Linked DNA regions of Zea mays: region 2 is linked to region 1. The links are chromatin contacts, called in public Hi-C maps. All regions are on one chromosome and are shown on one strand. The core of a region is the stretch at or near the end of the contact, and the rest is flanking DNA. Distances in the headings are between cores, read along the strand shown. Region 1 holds the start of LOC541664 (translation initiation factor 1). Region 2 holds the start of LOC100277476.

Region 1 (3,262 bases), core at 518-3,017:
CCTTCTTCAATCCCTGGACGGTGGTCAGGCTCTTGCGACCATTACGCTGCTGGATGCGCACGTGTACGTAGTCCTTTGACCCTGCTGCCGCACCAGAGTCCCCAGCATTGGCCTCAGCGAAGGGATCTGTATGTACGTGTGAATGCAGATTAGTTAGAATGAACCGCACGTGTTCGTGTTCCAGGCATCACAGCCGAAAGACGACAGCTGAACTAGAAGAAAACAATTTCAACTAGCGTACCGAAGGCAGTTGGGATCTGAATGTCGAGATCAGACATGAAAACTTGATTGGTGAGAGTGGCAAGCTACACCAAGAGCTGTACAAAGGAACGATATAGATAATTAGAACATTCGGTGTAGACAAAGGAAACCATATCACAGACCCAAACATCTACAAAATATAGGATAAGTTTCTCCTGAAGTCAAAGGGGTGCACACCATACAACAATATTATTTGAGTCAGATGGGTGCACACCCATGAAACAATAGACTGATGACATTCTTCCATAAGAATCTAGGAGCAATTTGTACTGAGCTAAGAAATCTAGACTATATGATATAGCTTTTCCCAAGACTTATGAAATGTTGTACTGTGTCAAAGAATTCAGTCACAAGCCCCACCATGTGATCATCTCTATATTCAGGTCTCAATGGCCTTTTATCATTGTTACGGGACCATTGTAATCTACCTCATTATTCCTCCCAGCACCTATTTATTCCTACAGTCCAGATAACTTTCAATTAAGTGGTCCAAAGCTTAAATGAAGGCATCTCAATTCTAGACAAGATGTCAGGGAAGTAATGATGAGGTCCACATTCCAAACAAGGAGTTATGATCAAATCAACCACACAACATCCAAAACAGGAATTAAGCTGACTAGATGCATCATGTACTAGTTAACGAGCACCAATTCGTTTTTTACACTACTGTATTGTATAACCAAGATACAAACAAAATAACGAACAGTTATAGATGCACCCTTGGTAGTTTTGATCTGCTTAGGTCACTGTCTTTGGCTTCACATAACTGTAGAATCAACAAAGCAAGGGCCATAAGATGGCACGCTTTTATCTCATGAAAGATTTCGTCTAAATTATTTCCATCAAGATTAATCCTTTCTGTGCAGTCATGACCAAAATTATCCAACATAAATCCTCTCAGACCCGAGCAAGCTGACTGTTGGGATTCAGGGCCAGCAACTGCACCCAGTCTGATTACAATTACTTAACAGCCTCAGAGCAACAAACATAATAATAAGATCCAGACGCAATTCAAGAAAAGCGTTATCTAACAAAACAAACAAACAAACATGACTACAAACTATGTGTGGGGGGGGGGGGGGGGGGGGGGGGGGGGGATAGCGACCTTTTGTTCGTGGACAGGGCTGATCATCATTAAAAAAAATCAAGATCGATACAAATTTAGCTCAGCAGGCTACCACATACTCAGAAAAACAACTAATTTTAATTTCCTAGCACCATCGTAGTCGAGAAATGAATCTTGAATAATAATACTGAACAAAAGGGTTTCTAAGAAGAAAACAAGTACAGAGTGGATCATAAACAGCTAAACCGGGACGAAATTACGAGGACGCAAAAAAGTAATCACAGATTTCCTGAGAGAAAGTAAAGGGGGAAAGGGGAAAGGGGAAGAAGGGGTGGGGGTGCATACCCTTGGAGGTGGTCCGAAGAGGAAGAGGTCAACCAAGAACTCGCTCGGGAAGATGTGGATCCTGAACGGGCGCCGAAGGTCCTTGGTGCTCTTCCCTCTTCTTGGATCTGATGGCCCCTATATATGGAGGAAGAAAAGGAGGGGAATTTATAGACGGGAGGAGGAGGACGCTCCGAGCTCCGCCCGTGGTTGCTTGCCGCCCCCGCTTTTCTCCTCTCCGTTTCTTTTGGCCCCAAAGCCTGCTGATTAATGGTTGTCCTCCACCGGTAGAACGCTTGTGATTATTATTTTTTTCTGCGGCAACGACTTTGGTTGCCCCTCTGTGTGGCCTGCCACGAGGAAAACACCGTCCGCCTTTTTTAGATGCTACTAGTACTAGCAGTAGTAGTTCTTTTGATAGAATAGAATTGTAGAATAACCGAACAAACTGTTCACTGTATTCCACTATTATATCGTGGACACCGAAACGCGTGCGCAGAGGATCCCACCCATACAACCGACAGTACGCGAATGGTCATCCCATAGCACATAGTAGCAGCATCCGACGATGCAAAGATAGGGTTTAGCCCTATGAGACGCAATTAAGTTAACATAATTGTATTATATGTAATCGGACGGGATCGGATTCCATTCCCTAGCGAATAGCGGAGCGGGGCGAGTGGAGGAAGAAGATTCGCGACGGCAACGCGTTTAGCCCACCGCCGCGCGGGCCTGCCTGATCTCCTTCTCCTCGCCGGTGTGGATGGATGCATGCCTTCACGTGGGCGCGGTGCAGCCGGCAGCCGCATCGGCATCGCGTTCCCGTCCCTCTTCCTACGCATGCAAGGGGCCCACCGGGGATTGGCGTGGGGCGGACGCCGGGAGCATCGAGGAAGGCGACGGGGCCGGGACTGGACCGGACGTCGGAGCATGCGCGCACGTCACCCGTGCTACGTGCCCGCGCCCCGTTTCGGCTTTTCGTTGGCTCCGCGTCGTGCTTGTCTGGCGTGGCGTCGAGGCGGGACGTGCAGCGCAGCGGCGGGCGCGCTTGCTTGCCGTGATCGGGATGCGCGGGGCGGACCCAGCGGCCGACGCGTCACGCGTGTCCGTGTAACCAGTGCCGTCGTTTGCTGGCGCACGGGGGTGGGCGCGGGCCGCCCCGATGAATTGAAACGTGCACCGTCACGGACACGGAGACCCGGCCGGTGCCCAGCAAATGAGACGGCGGAAAGTTGTTGTCCGCACCACCGCGTATGTTGATTTTATACGGGCGTCTGTTTAATTGGCTGTATACGAAAGAAAGACGTAGATTGTACCAATGAATACAAAATAAATTATTTTAAGATCATTTAGGATTATTTTAAGAGGTAAATTTTTTATTAATTATTGCCATATATACACATATGTAATATACACACGTATGAGTAATGATCCCACTAGCAAAAAAAAATATTAATCACCGTCGTACATAAGATTTAAAGTTTTTGGGAGATCCTAATTCCTCTCTATTGGGAGATATATTTTTAGAAATTTATTGGAGATGCTCTAACCAAACAAGCGCTAACAGATTTTGGGGTATTGTGTGGCGCGGCGCAGGTACAACGGCGCAAA
Region 2 (3,262 bases), core at 410-2,909, 130 kb after region 1:
GAGCGTCGCCATCGTACCGGAATGCATTTGGTTATGTACTCGCTCGCTACTGACAGTCTCTGAAGATGCTACACCGTGGAATTTACTAGCGTTCACTGTCGCTGCGTAGCCTGTTGAGGGCGGCTCACTTCTTGTTCATGTGGGAGTATTAATCACGGCGACTTTGGCAGACACTAAGCTAGCACGGACAAATTACTGTAAGACGTACTACTGCAACTTGTCATGTTGAGCTGACTGTCTTTTCTCTATCTCTCTATTTAAAAAAATGAAATCGTCAGAACTGACAGCCGACCGAAAGGGATAGTTTGTATTTCTTACAGCGTGGCGAAGAGGAGGACCACCCTCCGGGGATCGAGCCACGGCGCCGGCCGCCTGCCGAACCGCCGGGACTTGCTTCCGGGCGTGCCGGCCAGCGGCGTGTGGACGACCAGCCGCGCGCTGCCGGGCGCGTCCCCGAGTTCGCCGGCCGCCACGTGCACGAACAGCTGCGGCCGCTCGCTACCGCCGCCACCTGCAGCACACGTACCATACATACATCATCCCTTGCATCTCTTTGATACGTCGTTGGAATTATCGGCAATACTAATACATCGCTGTCAATTGTCACCTCTGCTGACACTAGCTTAAGCGAATCATAAACGCAAGCCAAACAAAGAAGATAAAAAGAAACTAGAGAGCCACGAGAAAAAATAATAATAACCATTGCATCAATTTCACTCAGCGCGCGATTCCAAGGAGAGGCAAGGCAACCGTCTGGAGTGGTGACGTACCGGCGGTGCCGTTGGCGTTGGCGTTGGCGTCGGGGTCGGCCGGCTTCCTGTCGCCCTTCCTCGACAGCGACCGCATCACCTTCTGTCGCGTTCACGGCACGGGCGCGATCGAGGAAGAACAGTCAGCTTTGGAAGCAACGGAAGGGAATTTGGCGCGTCCGGCCTGCCCAGGCCGACTCGCTAATAACGCGTGTTTTTTCCTCGGACTTACGGGTGTCCGCGGCGGCGCGGTGGGCGTGCCCGGTGGGCCGGCGTCGCCGGCCAGAGACGACAGCGCGCCGACGTCGAGGGCGACGAAGCCGCCGCACGTGGCGCGGGGCGAGCTGCCAACGTCTCCCGCCGCGACGACCTGCAAGTAAGAGGAACCGGACACGGAAGCTCCTGTCAGTGCTGCTGCCGTTTCTGCCAGAGGAGAAATCCCCTTTGGGCACGCACAAAGAGAATTCAGCCCAAATTCACTCCCAACTCCGGTTCCTCGCAAGGAAAACGCACCGTTGGTGGCTCTCACGAGTTCACGTGCGCCGCGCGGGGCGAGAGAGAGAGAGAGAGAGAGAGAGAGAGAGAGAGAGAGAGAGACTCACACTCACGGGGTGGTTTGCGGCGGCGGCCACCATGCCTCTGGACTGGATCGCGGCGGCGACGACGCTCTGCTGCGTGTCCATGTGTCGGCTACGGCTGGTGGCCTCCTTGTGTTTTGTTCCCTGCGATATATCTCTGCTGGTTCGTTGGGGGAAGGAACCGGGGGGGGGGGGGGGGGGGGGGGCTGAAACTTTGCTCTTTTTCAGGGCGAAAGATTCTCCCCTCTCTTGGTGCCGTGCCCTGTGAAGTCCCAAAGACTGAAGAGCATGTGGGAGGGGAGGTCGAGGTCTCGAGGAGATGGCGAGTACGGCTTTTTATATACTGCTGGATTTTGCTTGGACACCCGGTTACGTTTTGTAAATTACAACGGTGTTTGTCTTGTCACGCGCGGATTCTACGAAACCGGTTCTTGAGTACCTGGTGCAGTGGTACGGTGCCATTGATTTTTTTGGTGGTTTATTAATATAGTTTAGGTCTTAATCAAGAAACAATGATCTAATGCTGCGTTATTACTAAATGGTAGACGATTTATTTCAGGTGGGAAGAGGAAGTTGCGGTAGTTCAAAATTAATGTTCGTGACAAATTTAAATATATGGATTAATCTCTCCAAGCTCTGTTCAAAGTAATTTAAAAGTGACATGAAGACTTCGATGCAACAAATTTTATGATTTTAAATATTTATGGTATTATTAAGAATATAGCATTTTGGAGTTTTAAAACTTTGTTGTATAGATTTTTTTTTCCAAACCATGTATTACATATCAATATATTCTAAAGTCGGTGACTAATATGCAAGCAGGTACTATGTGTAATCGTGCAACTAGACATTTTGCTCCCGTTGGGACTTGACGGCGGACGGATCCTTTAGTGTTCATTCGATATACAAGGGGCTAATAACTAATGTCAATGTGGTGTGGCACAAAGACATTTGGAAGGCTAAGATACCTTTGAAGATTAAAATGTCCATGTGGTATTTACATATTGGTGTTGTACTTACCAAAGATAATTTACTCAAGCGTAATTGAAAGGGAAATGCAAAATGTTCTTTTTGTACTCAGAATGATACAATTGATCATCTTTTTTTACACTGCCAACTTGCTAAATTTATTTGGCGTTTAGTTCGAATCAGATGTGGTGCTCGTCCACCAAACAATATTAGACATATCTTTGGTTCTTGGTTAACTGGTTTGGATAATAGAATGAGAAAACCCTTTATTCTAGCAGCTTCGGCTATATGTTAGGCAATCTGGTTGAGTAGTAATGATGCAGTGTTTGATAATGCCCCAATAAAATCTTCTTTGCAGGTGGTTTTTCGGGCTACGCATAGGCTCCGTTTCTGGGCTCAACTACAACTTAGACAGGATGATTAAGAACTAATAATTAAGGCATGTCGTAGATTGGAGGAGTTGGTGACGCATATTTTTAGACATCATGGATGGGAATATACATTTAGACTTTGTCTTTAGTTTTGTTTCGCCGCACTATGTTTTGCTTTTCTCTGAGTTTTCAGATAGTTATGTTCCTATCTAAGTATGTAATAATTCGGCTGTAGTCTCTTTGAGACAAAGGCCGGGAACTTTCAATTCCCATTATCTAAAAAAAAGATATAGATCCAACAGTATATCATATTTAGCAGTTAAACCCTTCCACCACCGCCTAGTGTAGCTTTATAAAATATTTCTTAACAAACTACAATTGTATCTACCATTGGATCTAACGAACAAAAAAAATCTGCTTGCACGCTTGCACCTAGTATCTGTTTGCATATTAGTTGTCTATTCTAAAAATGTAGTTTTTTAGTACAATTTCTCGATACCATAATATCTAAACAAGCTCTAAGTTTAGTGATTTTTTTGCCATCGTTTATCTCCCTAGCTTTCTGACAGATGCATGCATTCATTTTGTTGCTGAA

Evidence for each region. Hi-C and Micro-C count contacts between places; a contact is called where the count stands out from the background.
Region 2: a contact with region 1 is called in a Hi-C map of leaf, with 4 times the contacts expected there. The contact joins the promoter of LOC100277476 here to the promoter of LOC541664 in region 1. A contact is called at or near these places in 5 of 25 Hi-C or Micro-C datasets (bundle sheath, ear, leaf and 1 more).

The regions. Positions count from the first base shown.
Region 1 is chr7:163,225,838-163,229,099 of Zm-B73-REFERENCE-NAM-5.0, forward strand. LOC541664 (translation initiation factor 1) reads right to left here and starts at 1,768. Exons shown (of 5, transcript NM_001111417.1): 1 at 1,673-1,768; 2 at 242-317; 3 at 1-126. The coding sequence starts at 278. It also overlaps a transcript of LOC100381808 not described here.
Region 2 is chr7:163,354,479-163,357,740 of Zm-B73-REFERENCE-NAM-5.0, forward strand. LOC100277476 reads right to left here and starts at 1,660. Exons shown (of 5, transcript NM_001151024.2): 1 at 1,352-1,660; 2 at 982-1,119; 3 at 771-852; 4 at 319-511. The coding sequence starts at 1,432.